2 separate regions of the Mus musculus genome follow, and region 2 is linked to region 1. The links are chromatin contacts, called in public promoter capture Hi-C maps. All regions are on one chromosome and are shown on one strand. Each heading gives the region's core, a stretch centred on a gene start, on an enhancer-like site or on the middle of the called end of the contact. The rest is flanking DNA. Distances are from core to core; before and after follow the strand shown.

Region 1 (5,701 bases), core at 561-3,060:
ATCGGGGTGTCAACGTTTGAAGTAGCCTCGGGCTCTATGTTTACTGGACTCACTGATCGCAGGATCCCAAGAGCCTGGTTTTAATGCATAAGAAGAAAGAAAGAAAAAAACAGATGGAAATGTACCCAGAGTCCCAAGCTCACACCTGGGAAATTGGGGCATGCTCGTCGCAAAGGAGGGTCTGATGAAAGTTAGGAAGCAACTACAGAAGTCTGCAGAAGAAAGGCAGAACTTCTAAGGTCGGCTTTGCCCCCAGCCTTGTCCTCAGCGGCAACCCTTGCTTGGGGTGGCAGGTGTGGCAGCACTCAACTTAGAAGCTCCCTCACATTGTCAGACATGGATCCGGTTCAACACTCTCACTGGATAGAACTGGAGCCAGGAAAGAGGGCTGGGCCACCTGGTCCCAATTCTCAACTCCCTATAGGAGACCTCAGCCCTGCCTTTGCTCACCAGCAGCCTCCCCATGATGGATTCCTGGGCAAAGTAACTTGACCCACCGCAGGGGAGTGTCCCATGGTGGATATAAGAAACACAGGGTTCTAAGTGTGAGCATTCAGGTGACATTTCCTGACCTTGTCCCCAGCCTCAGGGTCACCGTGTCTTGGGTGGGGGCTGGGGGGTCCTCCAGATTCCCATAGTGAGTGAGAAAGACATGTGGATGTCCTGGAGGGGGCTCTTCTGTGAAGTGTGGCTTGGATGTGTGAACGGGTGGGAGGGTTTGGGGGAGACATTTGTGGAATCCACGTGTGTGCTCACATGCCAATGTTCCCTATATGCCACTTCACACATCTATACTGTCACTGCCCTGCCTGACACCACTCTTCTCCAGGAGCGAGGAGGGATACAGAGATGGGAAAAGGAGGATGGAGGATGCATGGAGAGAGGAAGCAGATTTGGGGGAGAGGGAGACAGTGGGGTAGAGAGGAGAAAGGAGGCAGCTAGGCAACAGAGGCTGCTAGAGAAATGGGAGAATGATAGGGGACAGAGAAGGGAAGAGATACAGGATGTCAAGGAGACGGGGAGAGAGATGGTGAATGGGGACATAGAGGGACGACAGCAGCACAGGAGGCGGCAGAGTGAATAGAGGATGGGGGGCAGGCAGAGTGACCCAGGAAAAAGGGACAGAGGTGGGGGACAAAGGCGGCGTGGAGAAACGGGAAGGGGGAAACAAGGAGAAAGGAGGACAGAGGGAAGGAAGGACAGGACTTGAAGACTGAGGGACAGAGGACAAGGGCTGGGGGAAAATGAGAGAGAGAGAGAGAGAGAGAGAGAGAGAGAGAGATCTAAAGACTAGGACCGAAGGACAGTGGGACCGGCCTGGAGAAGGAGGGCTTGGGGACATAGGGGGAGGGAGGGTCTCGGGCCCTTTGTCCCCGCGGGATCGGGGCCTGTGCGGGGTGGGGGGGCTGCGGCACGGCGGCCGGGGCCCGCGTCCCCCCTCCCCTGCCCGCGGCTCTGGGCTCCTGGCCCGCGCTGCGCTTTGTCCCGGGGACGAGGGTCTCCCGCAGCCCCCCCCCCCCACGCAGCGCATTGTTCCGGCCTCTGCAGGCCCCCAGGCGACCCAGCTGTCACAGCGACGAGACCCCCTCCCCAACCCGACCGCAATACGCACACCTCCCTCGTCACCCCGATCCAGCCCACCGACCCGGCCCCCACCTCCGTCACCCTACCTGGCCCCGCCGCGGCCGCCCACAGCAGCAGCAGCGGCCACTGGAAGCGCCGGGCCCGGCCCATGGTGCCGCCGCCGCCGCCGCCACCGCCGCCGCCACCGCCGCCGCCGCTCGCTCCCGGCCCGGCACCTGCACCTCCCGCGCCGTCGACCCCGCCCCCGAGTCCAGTCCCGCCCTCTGCTCCGCCCACTGCGCGCCTTGGTGGGCGTGGCGTCAGCTAAGGGGCGGGGACCGGACGGGGACAGAGGGGCCCAGACAATGCGGGGAGAGGGAGGACGGGAGCGCGGAAGGGCGCGCACGGGGGTGGGAGAGCAGGACAGCATGCGGACCCGGGCGCGAGGGCAGGGCGTGAGCGTGACGGCGTCGTGGGAGCCAGTGGGGGAGGACTTGGGAGAGCGGAAGGTCGTGAGGGTCGTGTGAAGGTGCAAAGGTGTGCGTGCGTGTGCGCGCAGGCGTAGCCTGGACTAGCGGAGCTCCCTAGAGGACGCTGCACGGGAGACACGGGGAAGATGCGCAGGAGATGCACCGGAGTGTGCGCGGAAGATGCACGAGAGATGCGTGGGAGAGGCGCGGGAGATGCACGGGGGAATGTATAGAAGACACACGGGAGATGCGGGGAAGATGCACGGGGGTTGTGCAGAAGCTGCTTGGGAAACCCATAGGGGGTGCGTGGGAGATGCTTGGGAGATGCGCGAGAGGGCGATGCTCGGAAGCGCGCGAAGGTGCGGGGTGCTGGCGTGTGCTGTGAGTGTGAGCTTTGGGGGAGAGGAGTGTGATGATGCCACAGTGAATGTGGGCAGGGAAAGACTGAGAGGCTGGGCAGCAGCGGGTGGCTGAGCAGGTATGGACTTCTTTGGGCAGGGCATAGAATAGTGTCCGCTCCCTCCCTCTAGTCCTGACCATGACTCGCCAAGTTTCAGTCTTCTTTCCCTGGGAGGGGCCTCCAGAAAGCTAACCAGACTGGAAGGAAGTCTTAACCCTAGGCCCTGGGGAGAGCGAAGCCCCTGCCTGGGGCAATCTTCCAGGTATGGCATCCAGACGCTGTACTCTTTCCCACACTGTCCAGTCAAGTCTGTCTGTGTGACTCTGCCTTTCAGGTTCTGTTCCTCATCCTGGGGGGCTGACTCATCCCTCCAAACTTTGCTCTCTTTTTTCTTCTTGGGTGTGGGTTCCCCTGAACCCACCCCTGTGGCCACCTGAAGGCCTGGAGCAGGCTTATGACTCATAGGACCAAGAAGAGGAAGAAAGTGAGGTGCTGGTGGCCTCTGCCTCTCACAGGACTCAGGGACAGCAGGTAAACTGGGTCAACATATGCCCATTCTGAAAAGCTCGGCTTTTTATTTTCTCTCCATCACTTCTAAACTGTTGTATATCCAGGTCAACCAAGGGTCATCATCACATGACACACTTCCTGTCCAGTGCCTAGCTCCCAGCATCCTCTCTGTCTTTAGTCCCAAATTCATCAACTCTTATGTCAGGACCAAAACTCCTAGCATCTTGTTTCAAGGACCAAGGCTCCCAGCAGCCTCTCTGTTCTCTACCGTAGCTCCATATCCACCCACAGCTGTGAGCAGCTGCATTTCTTCCCAATTCTCGGCTCACCACGTAGATTAGGGGACGGAGTACAAAGCCGCTCATCTCTGTGATGCGAGCGAGGTGAGAGACTGTTTCGGGAATACTTGTTCAGGGTCTATTAACCGGTTTTTTGTTGCCAGTAACTTGGTGACAGAGATTGGATGAGTTCTGAAGGAAGCTTTACTTTGGCAAGCTCTCGGGAACTGCATCTGCCGAGGGCCTTTTTGTTGAGAGTCCTCAGGGTGTCACGTGGCGGGAGACAGAAAGCACACGTGTGTCTCCTGGTCTCTGCTCACCCAGCTGCCAGTGTTCAATCATGAGGGATCCACCCGGATGACTTCACTGATGCAGCCCCAGAGGCCCCACCTCTGAGCATCTAAGCATCGTAGTTGGATTAAGTGTCCATCCTTTTAGTGGCTTACAAAGGGATTAATGTTCGTGTGTGTGTGTGTGTGTGTGTGTGTGTGTGTGTGTGTGTATCTTTCTGTGTTTGTGTCTTTCTGTGTGTGTGCATGTCTGTGTGTTTCTTTGTGGATGTGTGTGTTTGTGTCTTTCTAGGTGTGTATATCTGTAGGCTAAGGTGCGAATGTGTGTGTGTGTGCCTGTGTGTGTATGTATGCGTTTCTGTGTGAATGTGTATTTCTGTGTGTGTGCACCTGCATGTGCCAGCTGGAGGATCACCTTAGGTGTCACTTCTCTTCAGGTGTGTCTGAAGGGACCCTGGCCAGCTCATGCATGGCCAGCATGGCTCTGAGGTCTTGCCCTTCCCTCCCATGCCCAGCCCCCAGGGTCTGTTTCCTCATTTGGATCCTTCCTCCTTCTGAGACCACCAGGGTCCAGCAATCAAAAGCCCCCCTTGGCTCACCTAATTAACATGACCAATTAAAATTAAACACCTCATCCTAACACGGGTTTCCCCCTTAAAGACTACTGTTTGCCTATGGGCCATGCCTGTCTCCTCTCTATACAGAGGCAGTCCTTTGTCCCACTCTGGGAGAAACACCCCTCCTCTCTCTGCCTTGTTCCCTTCCCCTTCTCCATCACCCCCCATCTCCTGTCTTTGTTGTCTCCTGATTCCCTGCCCTCTGTCCCTCTGGGGCAAATAAACCTCCTTTGTGCTGAGAACTTGATCTTGGAGTGTCCTGAGCCAATACTTTTCCTAACAGTGTCTCCTGTTTTCCCCCTTTGAGACAAGTTCTTTCACTTACCTGATACTCACCGACTGACTTGACTGCCTGGCCAACAAGCCCCAGGGTTCCCCCTGTCTGTGTCTCCCAGATCCTGGGGTTTCCAGCACATGCCGCCATGTCTTGACTACATTTCCCATAGGTTCTGGGAATCGAACACAGGTCCTCATGCTCGCACACTGAGCACTTCACTGACTGATCTATCTCCTTAGCACAGGATGCACTTTCAACACAGAACTTGTTGGCATGCATCCAAGCTAGACCCACACCACTACAGGGGAGTGACTCATAGTTACTCCTGATGACCTTTTACTTAGGCAAGCAGGTGGGCCTCCATCCATCTGTCTCTCATGTCTTCTTTCCCAGCTTTGGGCACCTTGGGAGAGACTGGTTCTCATCTGTCCTCTCTGCATCTGCCGAGGGAGGGCAGGTCACTAGTAGATAGGGGTCCCATTCCTTCAAGGCCCTCTCTTCGTAGGATTTTTGGTGCAAGCGACACAGAAACCTACTTCAACTAATTCAGCTGGTGAAAGAGCGATGATTCCAGTGGGCTGTAGCCAAGGCTCAGGGGGTGCAGTGTGTACCCCAGTGTGATCCCCAGCACCACAGAAACCAGGCATGGTGGCACACACCTATAAATCTCTGTGCTCAGGAATTCAAGGTCAGCTCCTGTGACATAGTTTAGGGCCAGTGTAGCCTCCACATACCCCACCCCACCCCGTTTCAGTGAGGCCAAGGGCTCTCCCTTGAGTTTCTTCAGTAGACTTCTTTGTTCAACCATCCTTTTCTTCCCGGTGTCTGGCCTCACTAGTAATTCTAGCCCTAGGGCTGTCTGCCAGCCATCTATTAAGATGAGGGGAACCATCGGTGCTCAGCATAGACAAATGGCCAGGTTATGCCAAAGTGACAGGGTGGGTTGGGATTGTGTGCATTTTTTTTCTTCTCTCTCTCTCTCTCTCTCTCTCTCTCTCTCTCTCTCTCTCTCTCTCTCTCCCTCTCTGTCTCATGTGAGGTGTGTGTGTGTGTGCATGTGTGTGTTCTGGTACATGGAAGCCAGAGGAGGACATCCGGTCCCTTGGAGCTGGAGTTATAGGCATTTGCTCCATGCCTGGCTTGTTACATGCAGGCTAGGATCTCAACTCTGGTCCTCAGCATTGCATATCAGGAACTCTTAGCCTAACCCTCTCCTCTTTCTCCTCCTCCTCCTCCTCCTCCTCCTCCCTGTCTCAACACACAAAGGGTCTCACTTTGTAGCCTCAAATTCCAGAT
Region 2 (5,299 bases), core at 2,358-4,857, 1.1 Mb before region 1:
CTCCTGTGTCCTTTTCTGACACCCCGCCCCCGGCTGATCCACAATCCTCCCCTGAGCAGGATTGGCCACCACAGCACCAGTGACGACAGCTCAGCGTACCGTTCGGTGGACGAGGTCAATTACTGGGACAAGCAGGACCACCCAATCTCGAGGCTGAGGCAGTACCTGCTGAACCAGGGTTGGTGGGATGAGGAACAGGAGAAGGCCTGGCGGAAGCAGTCACGAAAGAAGGTGAGGGCCCATTGGAGCCCCAGGGTGTGCTCCCGATGGCTCTGCACAGCGAGAACTCTGGGAGAACAGGAATAGAGGACCTGGGTATATTCACACTGACCCAGGCAAGCCTTGTCCTCATGCGTGGCTCATAGAGCCAAGCCACCTGGACCATATGGCCTCAGTGACTCTTCACAGTGGAACCCAGGGCTAGTCATGTTCCTGGGGTATCTACTTCATAACTCAGTCCATGTAAAGTGGTATGTCCTACCTGGGCTAGAGCTAATGTCACCCTCTGTGCACTTAGAACAGGCCTGTTCTGGCCTCATACTGCACCGTGGTCACTAGCTCAGCTCTGACTCCGTCGCCCTGAGGAATCCTTTCCTTTCTCTGCATCTTGCCCTCCACTCCTGTTCCCTCCATTGCAGAGCTGAGCTGACAGTGCAGGGCCAGGACCCTGCAGGCTAGGCTCTGGAATGTTCATTAACACCAGTCTGAGGCCTCAGAGGGGTGAGGCTGGACCGTGGCTTGTGGTTGGGAGAGGGCAGGATGAAGGGGACAGCCACTTACTCCCTCATGTCTCCCAGGTCATGGAAGCCTTTGAGCAGGCTGAGCGGAAGCTAAAGCCGAACCCAAGCCTCCTCTTCTCCGATGTGTACCAGGAGATGCCCGCCCAGCTCCGCAGGCAGCAGGAGTCGCTGGCACGGCACCTGCAGACTTACGGGGAGCACTACCCCCTGGACCACTTTGACAAGTGAGGCCCTAGCCAGCACAAGGGGGTCCTGCTCTGAGTGGATGCTGCCCCCTGTGCTAGTCAGCTGTGCGAACATGCTGAGCAGCCAGGGTGGCATTCCAGGGTGACTTTTGCTCCTGTTCCTGCTCCCCCAGGCTACTTCACTGGGGCACCATGTTTGCAGCCATTGCTGCGGCTACTTCACTCCCTTCACCTGTTACAGTGCCTTTTAGGGGTGGGAAGGGACCAGGGCCAGGGAAGACCCTCTGGGCAGGGTGGCCCTGGGCTTGCCCAGAGAGATAGCTGATTGGCAGAGTAAGTAAACCACAGGTCTGCCTTTGACTCTGCTTCCTTCGTCTCTGTTTCCTCAAGTTTGGGGGCTGGGGTGTGTATGTGGAGAGGAGGAGAGAGCCCAGCATGGCTGATTTGGTTTGGAGTGCTGTTGTGTGTTTGTGTATCTACACAGTAACTTACTGGGACTTATGATATTGCTTTAGCTTCTAGTTCTGGGACTATATCGTATATAGCACCACACCAGCCTTTGGGGACATCCTGGCTTCTTAGGCAGAAAGACTTGGAAATACCTACTTCTATAAATGTTCCCAGGCTAGAGGGCAGCCTTGGCATGTATGTGGCCCCTCCAGAGAAAGCCCTCCATGACCTGGTAGATGCATGATGTCCAATGAGGTGTCCAGGATGCCCCCTGGAACCTGCCAGGCTAGGCTGGGTGAGGGCAGAGGGGCAGCAGCATCTGCCTTCCCTGCAGGGGTCCCATGGAAGAAATCGCTCCTGGCCTTGGAGTAGGAAGGACACATTTTTCAAAACCATAAAGTAGATAAACACAGTCTGCCACCTTGGCTAAGAAGGGTTTAGGAGAGACTCAGGCCAGGTCAGCCCCACCCACCCCAGCTTGTCTCTAGGAGAGACTCAGGCCAGGTCAGCACCCACCCACCCCAGCTTGTCTCTGCCGGTCAGCACTGGAGCTCTGGGACCCACAGATGTCTCCAGAGCCAAATGGTGTCCTGAGGGCTGACTGGATGCACCAAGAGCAGGCCTCGCACGGCGCAGGGGTCCCTGGTACGTTCTGCTGGCCAGGCTGTGAGGAAGCCTGGATGGGCACGGGGTGCTAAGCCCAGGGCACGGAAGCAGAAGCCAGTGTAGACATCATCAAAGGGGAAGGGTGCCACGCGAGCTGCCGCCTGCAGCAGCCAGGGTGCCAGGCGTCCTGAGATTACATAGCCACCTCCACTCGCATAGGCTGGATAGTCCCCTTCAAAGAAGGTCTTCGGCACATAGAAGGGTCCTCCGGGCTTGCGGAGCGGTTTGGCCTGGGTGAAGATCTCACCCAGGTAGAGGCTGCGGGCCCAGGTGGGTGGCAGAGTCTGCAGGTGCTCCAGTAGGGCTGGGATGTGCACAAAGGCATCATCCTGAACCTGCAGGACAAAATTGACATCGGGGCAGTGGTGGCTCAGCCAGGTCAGCAGCAGCAGGTCCTTGAGTGTCCGGTTGTAGGGAACATCCAGGAAGTCCCAGAGCAGTAGGTCACCATAGCGCCGGCTTTCCCACGTCACCAGTGATCTTAAGTCAGGCCCCCCCATTCCTAGGGGGGACCCCAGCAGGAAGAGCAACCGGGTCCCAGCAACTGGGCTGCCCCAGGTCTCCCTCACAGCCTGCCGTGCTGCAAAGTGTCCTGGTTCTGATTTGACAGCCAGTAGCAAGTAGGGTACATCCTTATCAGAGCAGCTGGCCACAGGGCTGCCTTCTCCTGCAGGCAGCCATAGTGGAAAGCTCCTACAGGCCGCCGACAGCAAGAAGCGCCGAAGCTCCTGGGGGTACAGGATGAAGTCCAAGATCTCCGAGGCAGCAACAGTCCCCCAAGTCTGACAGTCCGTACTGGGCAGGACTCCCAGCTGCCGCTGCTGCTGGTTCCAGTAAGCAGAGGACAGTGGGCCAGTCTGACCCAGGCGTGCTGAGAGGTTGGTGGGCAGAGTGGGCTCAGCATTGGGTGGTGTGGGACTGGGCAGAGCGCCCCGGGGTTCAGCCTTTTTAAGCCAGGACTCGGATGTCCACTCGATGTATACTTTGAGGCCCAGGAGTGTGAGCAGTGCTGACAGGCAGAGCTGGCACTTGCGGCAACGCATGACCCGGCCCAGGGAAAGGGCCACCAGTGGGGCTGCAAGAGTCACAAGGAGCCACAGAAGTCTTTAGGGTGCAGGGTGGATCTCCAAAGACGGCCCAGCGAAGCCCAGGCAAGCAGCCTAGGTCCTACCCAGTTCTGTTAATGGCTTCTGAGACTCTGACCCTAGGCAGACTGAACTACAGTACCCAACTTAACGTTATCCTAGACTGAACACCGCCTCCCCTCGACCCCCCATTCTTTCCTTTTCTGCAGTCATGGTGTTATATCTATTTGCAGTATCGCTCCAACGGCTCTTCCTACTCCCCTTCCCTCATTCCTCTGTCTCTTCAGGAGTCCCAGCTTCCCGGGGAAACTCCTTTTTACCTTCTTGGAAGCCTACCTACCTCCTCCAGTAACCCCACCCCAGGGCCTGGGGCCCCAGGTACCTCTGGGTCCAGCTTCCGCCAGCTCTGGGGGTCCTCGGGTAAAGCCCTGCCCGGACTCCCTCCTCGCAGCTGTGCGTCCTCAAGCTGTCGGCCCAGCCCGCGCTGCAAGTCTGGAGGGGCGGGCGGGCGGGCGGGGAGGAGGCAGGAGGGCCCTTGGGGCCGGGAGGAGCCGGGGCGGGGCTGGGAAGGGGAGGCAGACAGGGAGACGCGCCCTGGCGAGTTAGGGCTGGTTTTCTGGTGAGACGGCGGGGGAAAGGTTTAGGGGTGGCCAAAGCCGCGGACCTGTGAGGGAGGTCCCAACGAGCAAAGAGAAGAGAGGCCAAGGGGCTAGTTCGAGGCCACCGCCTGAAAGCGTCGTGACTGTGCTGCGAGCGGGGTGGGGTGGGGGTGTGTGGGTTTGCAGGGGCCGCGAGTGGGTGGAGGGATCGAGGAGAAAAAAAAAACCTGGGAGACCTTGGCCGTTAACTAGAAGAACAGAGAAAGAGGGAGGCAGGAGAAAGACGCACAGGTGGAAGAGGTCAGAACAGAGCCTGACTAACCAGGGAACGGTCGGAGGAGGACCTAGAGAGGAAAGGGAGGACCGGGGTGAGCGGGGAGGCGGGGGCGGGGCATGCGAGCACAGTTGAAAGAAATGAAGTGGGGTGCACTGAGAACCCCCGAGTTGGGGGCCTGCACCTCCTCCAACTAGTGCCTGAGCCACCAGCCTTCCTACCACCTCCATCCAGCTGGGAGAGGCCCGCCCTGTGATGCTCTGGGCTTTATGCCCCACCCCTTGGGGCAAGAGGGTGTTTGACTGTTTACATCCCAGCTCTAGGGCCTCTGCTGTTGAGTCTTTGCCAGCAATCTGGGGAGGCCAGCAGGTATGGCCTTCCCATAACTCCAGGGGCCTAGGTTGGGAGGAAGCCCGCACCCCACCCCGGTTGACCCTTTGCAGCCTACCTGGTTTGGAGAACTGTCCAGATATAAAAAGAACTCAGTGTACCAGCGCTCAGAGTCTGTTATCTTTCCAGCCCTGATTTCCTCCCTCCAAGTTTGAATAATGGAGCCCGTGGGAACAGATGGAGGAAGAGAGTGGGGAGGAAATGGTGAATGTTAATGGAATAAGTACGGCTAGGGTGAGGAAGATAGCCAAGGGCCAGGTCGAGCCAAGCCCAGCCTAGCCTAGGGCCTTGGGAGAGGCTCGTCAAGACCTCTCAGCGCTACTGGCTCTTCTCCCTCAGGGCGCTGAAGGCTCTGTGACTGATAGCCGCCTCCTGGGGCCTTACAGTCTCCCAGGAAGCCAACTAACTAGGGAGAAAGCCCTGGTTAGTATTGGTAGCCTTGTGCATCTTGTTCTTATCAGCTGGAGCCCAGCAGGCCCTTCTCTCTCCAAGCTCTGGAGCAAGTGGTTTTGGTCCTAGGTTTTATGGATTTGTTAGCAATACAGGACACTCTTGAGTATGTATTATACATTCATGTATGTATGCATATATGTGAGATGGAATTTCACACTATGTAGCTCTGGCTGTCCTGGAGCTTGCTGTGTAGACAAATCTGTTTTCTGGAATCTTAAGAATAATGGACACATGGGGCTGGAGAGATAGCCAGTGGTTAAGAGCAGTTTTTGCTCTTGCAGAGGACCTAGGTTTGATTCCCAGAACCACCTTCCAAGGGAATCCAACGCCACCTTCTGGCCACTCTGGGCACTGTATGCAGTGTGATGCACTTACATCCAACACACATAAACATAAATAAACCTTTAATAACGGGCATTCCTTTCAGAGCCAGGGTCCAGGCGAGGTCACCACCAGA

What was found. Promoter capture Hi-C pulls out the DNA fragments that hold promoters and counts their contacts.
Region 2: a promoter capture Hi-C map of embryonic stem cells shows a contact between it and region 1. The contact joins the promoter of B3gnt8 here to the promoter of Cadm4 in region 1. A contact is called at or near these places in 3 of 39 promoter capture datasets (cranial neural crest, embryonic stem cells and pre-B cells) and 1 of 115 datasets of contacts at active chromatin or transcription factors (large pre-B cells).

Annotation. Positions count from the first base shown.
Region 1 is chr7:24,478,132-24,483,832 of GRCm38.p6, reverse strand. Cadm4 (cell adhesion molecule 4) reads right to left here and starts at 1,810. Exons shown (of 9, transcript NM_153112.3): 1 at 1,671-1,810. The coding sequence starts at 1,734.
Region 2 is chr7:25,625,932-25,631,230 of GRCm38.p6, reverse strand. B3gnt8 (UDP-GlcNAc:betaGal beta-1,3-N-acetylglucosaminyltransferase 8) reads right to left here and starts at 3,607. Exons shown (of 2, transcript NM_001036740.2): 1 at 3,509-3,607; 2 at 1,741-3,116. The coding sequence starts at 3,084. The coding sequence ends at 1,915. Bckdha (branched chain ketoacid dehydrogenase E1, alpha polypeptide) reads left to right here. Exons shown (of 9, transcript NM_007533.5): 8 at 60-231; 9 at 798-1,379. The coding sequence ends at 968.